Linked DNA regions of Drosophila melanogaster: region 1 is linked to region 2. A link is a contact called in public Hi-C data. All regions are on one chromosome and are shown on one strand. The core of a region is the stretch at or near the end of the contact, and the rest is flanking DNA. Distances in the headings are between cores, read along the strand shown.

Region 1 (4,664 bases), core at 180-2,679, 240 kb before region 2:
TATTTAACAAATGAATAGAATTTCTTGAATACAAATTTTGTGGCCTGACCAGCTACAACAAATACACACGGTCACACTGAGACCCACCGCTCTCTTGCCAACTCTCTAATTCCCAGAGAGCGGGGGTGTGCTGGTATGTGTATGTGTGCAAGTTGTGGAAATGAATGAAGCTCTGCTTGCCAACAACGTAAAAGCAAGTGTAAGAGCAAGCCCGGAAGAGGGGGAACAAGAGAGAGAGAGAGAGAGACTGGGGAAGTGAGATGGCGAGAACGGAAGCGGGAAGGGAAATACAAAATTTTCCAATTGGCAAGCACATACAACATGGGGTAAAAGAATTTCGCTTACCGTTTTTCGCTTATTGACGTAGGCGTCCGTTTCTCTCTGTACGTATATGTTTACGTGTATGGGTGTTTATTGCTGTTTTTCTCTTTTATTTTATTTGCTCGGCTTGTTTTTGTTATGCAAAAGGCATAGACTTTTTCGGGTTTTACACGTTAAAAACACAAACACTTTAAAAATTATTTAACTGCTCGCTAAGCCGTTGGTTCTCGCTCTCCCGCGCTGCAAATGCACTGCAAACAAAATGTTGGATTATGGCTGGCTGGGCTTTACAACTTTTCCACGAGCAAAACAACGCACGACTGTGGAAAACGCGAACCGACGAACCGAAAACCGTGAAAAGTGTTCATTCATTGAGGAAAATTGAAATGAGCGCCTAGCATGTGACTCTCTCGCGATTGCTCTCTATGTCTCTCTATCTCTCTTGCCCACACTCGATTTGGGGGCCAGTGTTGCCAACTCAGAGCATAGAGCAGAGCCCAATGCCAATAAGCCGAATCGGGGAAAAGGAGTAAGCAAAGCAAAAAGCCCTGCCTCAGATACTCCAATTCTGATTCGAACTTATTAATTATTTAATTGGGATTCTCGGGCAGCAGTATTGTGGGCTGGCAACACTGCTCCTCTGCACAGACAGCGCGTCGACGTCAGCGTGTTAGTGTTTGTGTGCGTGCTGCGCTCGCTCTCTTTTCCTCATTCACACTCGCACCCTCTCTGTCGCACGCGCATTTTCGATTGATTGTTGTTGTTATTATTATCTTTATACGAGCTTAATCCAATATTTAGCCAGTATCTATGCAGCCCAGTTTGTTTTCCCAGCTCTCTGTTTCACTTGTTTTCACACCTACACTTGTGCGTGCGCTCGCGTTTGTGTGCGTAAGTGCCTTGTATTTGCAAACGAATTTAATTTGCGACACCTAAAAATCGAACAAATGTCGCCACAAACCGTTTTATTCACACAAAAGCCTGCAGGCGCTGCCCGATTTGGCTATTATTGGGGTTTTGTGCGCGGGGCACAAGAGCAATTCACAGGAGCTCCACCTTCCGACATCCGCGACACGTCCGTGCGATTCCGAGCATGAAGTGAGAATCTGCTGGAGACCATTTGCCCCATTTGAGAAAATACCCCCAAAGTGGGACCGTTGGCCGGATTGGGCAAAATCTTACAAGTTGCGTGGCAAAGGCGAATGATACGGTTACACTGGCGCCGCGAGCGGGTGCAACCAAATGTTGTAACTTTTCGGTGATAGAGCGATATATAAATAAATAAAAATTGTAATTGCTTCTTAACATTTACTTTTAGCATGGTTTGCGAATTTATACAAAGATTGTATGAACTGGCTTGTGTACAATCTATCGTTAAGTTAGTCAGTACACGAACCTCTACAGTTCTACACTTCAGTCTGGCAATGCCCAACGTTCTTAAAAATTATGAAATTGTGGTAGCACTGAAAAATATCTGCCACATTTATATTCATTTCTTGTAGAGTAAAGGGGTGTAATATTGCTATTATTGTTTTTAGGTTTTATTGTTTAAGTTAAGTTACTTATATAATATAGTACTGTGTGCAGGAACTTCGGCTGTGTAGGTTGTTTATGATAATCTTCTTTGAATGCATTATTTACATGTAGTAACTTAGTCCAATGTTGTTCAGTTGTTTGGATTATAATAAAAACTAGCATAGTATTATTTACAATTTATGTTACTTTCTTTTTTATTAATATTTCGATTTTATGGAATAGGACAGTTCCTAGGAAATGTGGCATTTATAAAAAGATCAAGGCATCTGTCGGTCTTAAAGATGGTCTGTTTGGTTTAAATGTTACATATGAGATTAGTTCTTAAGATTTGGAGAGATGTCCTTGATTTGATAAAAGGCGTGGAAGAAAGTGTTTTCGAAACTGTAAGGTATATATATTCCGTCTGTCTTGATTTTCCTTCCGTCGAGATTTAGGAAACTTTAAAATCAAAGCCAAGTAAATGTAGATGATTTATATAATCTTAAATAGGTAAGGTAACACTTAAAAACAAACGTGTATCAACAAAAGTTTTTACGAATACGTAATATGCATAATATGCATAGGCATATGCATCCCAGAAAATTTCACAACTATTAAAACATTTAATAAACCAAAATACATTGTTGAAGGCTGTTCAAAATAATCCCCAGAGTAAATAAAAGCTAATGATTGGCAAGCCAAATTTTAAGTGTGACAATAGTCATTTAATTTAAGTACCGCTCCATTTGAGCTTGAGCTTAAAAACTTCTCATTAAACTCAACTTTCTTGAGTGGATAATTTATGAATGCACTATCCTCAAATGAGACCGCTCATATGGAAGGAGCCGTAAAAAGTGCAAACATTCATCAAATTCGCGCCGGAACTTTGGAAATATGAAAACCGCGCTATGTGATCCGTGCACCTGGTGCCGTCTAGCGACATAAATTACGCATACGTCGTGTTAACCGTGGGAAAACATATAAATGTGTTTGCACCCACGCGACAGCGGCAAAAAACAAATTGTTGTACCTTCTGTTGCTGCTGCTATTATTGCCATAACTTTGGACTTTTATTAGCAGAAAACTCTCGGAGCGAATTTTGGCTCCATCAACGAAGAGGCAGCATTTCCAGTTTAATGAGCTGAAAAGTGCAAGTTGAGATACGCAGGTCCCGAAGTATTAGGTTCATTTGATTAATTGGTGGAGCTGGAAAATTTTGCGGCCTAAGTCTTAGTTTTCGAGCACATCAGTGCACAACATTAGAGAATCCATTTATAAAGCTTATAGCAAAACTCTAATAATGATAGCTGCAAAGTGATTTACAATTCTTGAATTAAAATCTATTACTTCTAATTCCTCTATAAATAAAATATATTTAAGTATCCAACAATTTACACTATAAAATAAAAATGACAGAAGTTATAAAACCATGTAAGATATATGCTTATTGCAATAACTTAAAAAATGATTACGGATCTGAATATTAAACTAGGTGTACTAAACATTATATATTTTCCACCCAAATATGTGACAGCTTCAATGGATCATAAAAATTTACCAGTTTGTTTAACACATTAATTAGGATTTACGTTGCAGCAGCGAGGGGAGAGAGATTTTGTCGTTGATTTTGGGTATTTAAAATAATAATCTCAATTAGCTACACCTGCCATCAAGTTTTTATGTCCGCATGTGTGACAGGAGCTGCACAAAAAGTAATTTGTAAAATTCTCCGCTATAAAACATTAATAACAAAAAGGTGGCGAGTGTCAAGCCAAAAGACACCTACCTGTGGATCTCAACCCTCGTTTCGCATAAATATCTTGGCCAACACATTTTTCGCATTTAGTTTGTAATAAAAAGCAACATTAAAAGCGTATATTCACTTCAAACCGACATTACGCCAACTTGTGGTTAGTTTGGCAAACTTCTGGGGCATTTGGTGTGCTGATGGGTTTTTTTTTCGGATGCTAATGCGCTACAGGATTTGTTCTTGCAGCATGTTGCAATTAAATGAGATGAGACAGTATTATCTATAATCATATACGTAAATGTATTTTAACATAATCTAAAATCATGTCAGGGGTACGCTTAAAATTCCTGCGAATTTCCATTAAATTTGAGCTCATCAAAATGGCTTAACAAATGTGAAGTGTGTTTAATTTTAAATTAATTATGGCCGCAAGCGGTCCAATTTTACATGTTGCACACTCTTCACCGAAACATACTCACACTCATTTACCAACACATTTTAAATAATGAAATTTGCGCATAAAACTTTGCCTTGTCGTAAACGAGTAAAATAGAAGGCAACTGAAACACACAGAGATGGGGGGAAAAAAAGCGATGTTGCATGCAGCACACATCAAACAAAATAAACAAACTGGGCGGGAAATGGGCGGAAAAGTCAGTCTACAAAAGAGTTACAAAATGACCAGTGGGCATTTTGTTTTTCTTTTTTCTTTTGTATTTTGTTTTTTTTTTTTTTTTTTGGCTTTCATTTTCTATTTTGGCGCTATTCTGGTTTTCGTTTTTGGCTGAGTTAATTGGAATAGTTTTGCCCAAACATAAACAAGCTTCAAGAGCAGATAGTGCGGCGGTTTTGAGCGCTGGGGGCGTGGCTGGGTTACATATTCGATGTGTTGGCCGCCAGAAGCGCAGCTCCATCACATATACACAAATAAAATAAATTAATTCGCTAAGAACCTTGAATTTTGCGCCTGAACTTACCAAACTTTTCGCCTTTCTCCCCCTGCTCCCTGCCATATTGTTGGCCAGACATAAAATTTGATTTAATAACCGCTGCTGGCTGCCATAAAAATTTTAGCCAT
Region 2 (4,402 bases), core at 324-2,823:
TGGAAGTTCTGATTCTGCATTTGATTGGAAACGAATTGATTCTGCTGCTGCTGCTGCAATAGTTGCTGCTGCTGCTGTGGATTGAGTAAGCCCGCTGGGGGATTTGGACCGGGCTGCTGTTGCTGCATCGTGTTCATGTTCATGACCTGCTGCTGAGGATTGCCTTGTTGTTGCTGTTGCTGCTGCTGTTGTTGTTGCTGTTGCTGCTGCTGGGCTGGAGTGGTGTCCATGGGCATGCCCTGCCCTTGTTGTTGCTGACCAGCTTGATTTTGTTGCTGTTGTTGTTGCTGCTGCACTGTAGCCTGTGCCGCATTGGGTGCAGCCATTTGGGCCGCCATGCTGTTGGGACTAGGTGCTCTCTCCTTGAGGCTGTATCCCTTTAGAAGCACTAGGTGTCTTATGTTCTTGGCATAGTTTTTGCTCGTAATGGGCTGATCTCCGTCGGCCTTCATGAAAAGTTTGAACAACACCGGCATCTTGCGTGGCGCAATAATGGAGAGATTGATTTTGCGCTCGTTGAAGAGCGCCGCCAGCTGCTCACATGATTTGCCCGGATACTTCCACGACTCCGTTGTGGGCATCTGGTACGGCGGACTGTTGCAGATGAGAATGCAGTGCCTCTGGACGCTGGTCTGATCGAGCAACTGGCGCCTTTCGCTGATGTCATCAAAACAGCCGTGGGCCGCAGCAAATCCTTCGGCCATGTGGGCACAGGACTCCATTCCGCCTCCCACTAGTGGCAATCTTTCGATCGTCTCCATCACTTTTTGGGGCTGCAGAAAGGGACCATAGGTTGAACAAACTGGCTCCAGCAGATTGGCCGCTGTACGGTAGACCACAATACCGTACAGAGTGGCAAAGCGCTCCGCAATCAGGTATTCCCGCTCGTCGATGGAGCCAGTGGTGAAGTGCTCCAAAGTCGGCAGGATGTAGTTGGTCTTTAGTTCGTTGATGTAGGCTCCGTTGATGGCGCTGCCCTCGATGACGAAGACCACGTCGGCCAGGGGAATCTGGTCCACCTCCATTGGACGATGGGAGTTGGCTTTAAGTTGAAAAACTTGTTGCAAAAAATGTAAACTATGTTGTCTGCTTTACACCGCTCTTTTACTTTTTTCGTTTGTTTTGCATATCGCTCTGCTGCTATCGATAGTCAACTTATGGTTATCGCTCAGCGATTGCTAGGGCTGCAAAATAAATGAATATTCAAAAGTGCCCATAAAGTTGGATTTAAGAATATGCAGATTGCCTTGAAAACTTGTTTCTATTGAATTCTTTTTCTATTTTCACAAATAAAAAAACGTTTGGTGTTTATCTAATTAACTTAAAATTGAATATTGCATACAAAAGATAACTATAAATAAGATATTACGATGTTTTATGTTAGGTATCATAATTATAGTTGTTTTATGTATGTATTTTCAATGGAACTATAAAGTTAATTCTTTAAATATTCGTTACCAATAGTTTATATCGATGGTTGCAAGTGCTGCCAGACTCTCGCAGCGAGTTTCCGTTCGGCAGTCTGGCAGCGCGGTCAGCTGTTCCTATTGCCCAACTTGCGCAGTTCGTTTTGTTCAGTTCATTCGCCGATTTTGAAGAATGCGGACGTTGACGCTGGTACCGCGTCGTTTTGCCAAAATAATTCGTAAAAAATATACGCAAAACGCTTAGAAAGTGTCAATTAACTAAACATTAGCTATTGAGCAGTGCAAGTGCAGGAAAAACGATCGCAGAAATAGCCGAAAACACATGAAAGTGCGAATTGCGGGCTTTTTTGTGGCTGGCACAGAATGTGTGGCACAAAGCGGAAAGCGCGCTAATTGAGCGTGCGAGCGCCTGAAACGCAGAGAAATGTAAATAAATAAACGTGTGACGCCGCGACAATTGTGAAAAGTGCACAAACACGACGTTTGGCAAGTGAAAAGTGAGTGAAATCTAGATAAATTTCATTAAATTGCCCATTTCGCATCTGGCAAGAAGAACAGCTGTTGTTTGGCATCTCGCTCTGTCTGGTTGTCCTCTCTCTTATTTTGCCCTCTCTCTGTTTTTGTTGCTCCCCTTTGCTTCTGTTTTTTTTTACTGCAATGTTGCTAAATCGTTTGATTCTATTATTATAATTATACTCCTTGCCCTGACGTCACTGCCTCGAAAAACCTGATAATTTGGGTAGGCAATTAGCATGGTTTAAGTATAGTTTAGAGTACAGAGAAGTGAATTAAACGGCCATGTGTGCACAGCATGCATGCTTTTTTGTTATTGTTGCCTGGCAACATGTTTCGCCACATCTGCCTTTTTTTTCTTGTCTCTCTGTTAGTCCAATTTGCCAATAAGCAACTTTTCCATTTGTTTACAATAATTGTGATCGCTACAGAAGCACCGATCGTGAAGTAAAAAGCGCCTACATAAATATAAGGCACCAGTTATGCTTGGGCGTCACTCCGACTGCCGATCGCCAGTTATTTTAGTTGGGTGTTTGTACATTTAAATACCCTACCTAAATGCAACTTACTCGCATGTAGTCAATATCATTCAAACCCTAATATGTTACGCATTTTCCAATCGGGTTTATCACATATAAACAATATCGAAGCCAGATAAAGCGACTTGTGATAATAATCACCCATACAACAAAGGCTGTTCATTCATTATATTTACCATATTATTGATAACTATTTTTATAACTGAACTACAATATGTTCTTATAAATAAAGAATCACTAGATAATTTAAATATTAAATGAAATAAGTACAAACTATTTTTTAACTATAATAAGTTATTATTTGAGTAATTGCACGTATTATCATGTACGGATGTAGGTTTTTTGCTTTAAATAATAAACGTATTTAAACGTATTTTTAATTGATTAAGGGTATACTAAATGCATTGCTTTCGGCTCCGCCATTCACTTTCCACTATTGCGTCATTATTGGTTGATTTATGTATTTTATCGTTACGCTATACATTTGCAGATCGCATTCGCGCGTGGAAATTTAATTTAAGATTTCCCACACAAATAAAGATAAATTTGTTATTGCACAAACGTTTGTTATTCACGCCCGTCTTGAATACTTACTAATAGATTTGCAATTAAAATAGGGTCAGATTAAACGATAAATCAACTTCACCGCCTGCTTATCAGTTTTTGACCCTAACAAAAAAATAGAAAGTCCAATTAACTATGTATGTACGTTTTAATTGTGAACTTCTTATCAGTCTGCCATAGATTTAGGTTCTTAAAAACTATTTTTGATTTTCCCCTGAAGAGCTTTCAGCTACTAAGTAAGTGGCTAGATAAGGGCTAGACAATTTGACAGACCGCTTTATCGGCATGGTCAAGTGGTAACTAATCGGAAACGGTGTTGCTTTTGTAGTGCTCCCAAAACTAATAGGTTTCTAACCGTTTTTCACTCTTACTCCATTTGCAGGCACTGAAAGCCGAGAGACAAGGAAAACCCATTTCCGCGCCAAGTGCAATGGGCGAAGGTGTTCCCATTTTTCGAGTTCTTATCGGGCAGCGACTGAAGTATGATTGAGTTGGCCTCGCCTCCGATTCGCGTCTGGTTCTCGTTGCGCTAGGCCGATACGGATACCCGCTTGGACTCCACTCGGGTGGACCCTTGTTGGACCTTTAGTGCGATTTTCGAGGGAGGCCAGGGAATGGAACATGCCCGGGGATATGCATAAGAACGTATCTGTTCAAGTCGATAGTGATTTTGCCTTATTGCTGCCCAGTGGTGTTTATGAAATCAAGAAAATGGAACCGCGCTCCAAAATCCGAACAATCATTGTGTTTTGCCTCTTCCTGGCCATCGCCGGCATCATCGGATTTGGATACTTTTGTCAAGATCAGGTAAGTGCCAAATCCCCTCATTAATTCCCATTGCTTATAATTTATAATTTTCTGTTACTTGGCTCCAATGCAAATTAGCACACCAATTGGCGAAATGCTGAATTTATTCATTAATATTTGCCGTACATGTGTGCTTTTATTGGAATTACCATTCATACATTTTTGGATCGCACGAAACTTGTTTTGCTATGGCGCATTAATAAATTTATTATTTAAAATATTCGTATAAAAATATGCGTTGGAGTGTTTTTCCCTTCGGCGCTAAAGACAGCTTTTATAATATAGAACTCTTTCTCGATGTTTATCAATTTTTTGGGAGCTTTAATTAGACAAAACAAAATGTTTTGTTTACAGCCTTTCGGTTGGCGCCTTTAAAACTCGGAAATTGTTTACGCAAACGCAAAGGTGCTAATGAAATTCCTCCAAAAATGGAAAATGTGTAACATAATAAGATTTCGCTTGCAGGCGATTGTGCTTCTGTGTTATTATTCATAAATCTTTGACACGCGTGCCCCGTATTGAAATTAGTCTAATCTGTAGCATAAAGTTTAC

Evidence for each region. Hi-C and Micro-C count contacts between places; a contact is called where the count stands out from the background.
Region 1: a contact with region 2 is called in a Hi-C map of the Kc167 cell line, with 1.9 times the contacts expected there. The contact joins the promoter of cic here to the promoter of Hs6st in region 2. A contact is called at or near these places in 6 of 107 Hi-C or Micro-C datasets (the D17-c3 cell line, the Kc167 cell line, the S2 cell line and 2 more) and 1 of 6 datasets of contacts at active chromatin or transcription factors (the Kc167 cell line).

What each region holds. Positions count from the first base shown.
Region 1 is chr3R:20,249,535-20,254,198 of dm6, reverse strand. cic (capicua) reads right to left here and starts at 1,429. Exons shown (of 18, transcript NM_001275826.1): 1 at 346-1,429.
Region 2 is chr3R:20,005,683-20,010,084 of dm6, reverse strand. It overlaps Hs6st (Heparan sulfate 6-O-sulfotransferase), which reads left to right and starts at 1,573. Exons shown (of 6, transcript NM_001275821.1): 1 at 1,573-1,924; 2 at 3,426-3,850. The coding sequence starts at 3,665. MED25 (Mediator complex subunit 25) reads right to left here and starts at 1,138. Exons shown (of 1, transcript NM_142597.4): 1 at 1-1,138. The coding sequence starts at 1,025.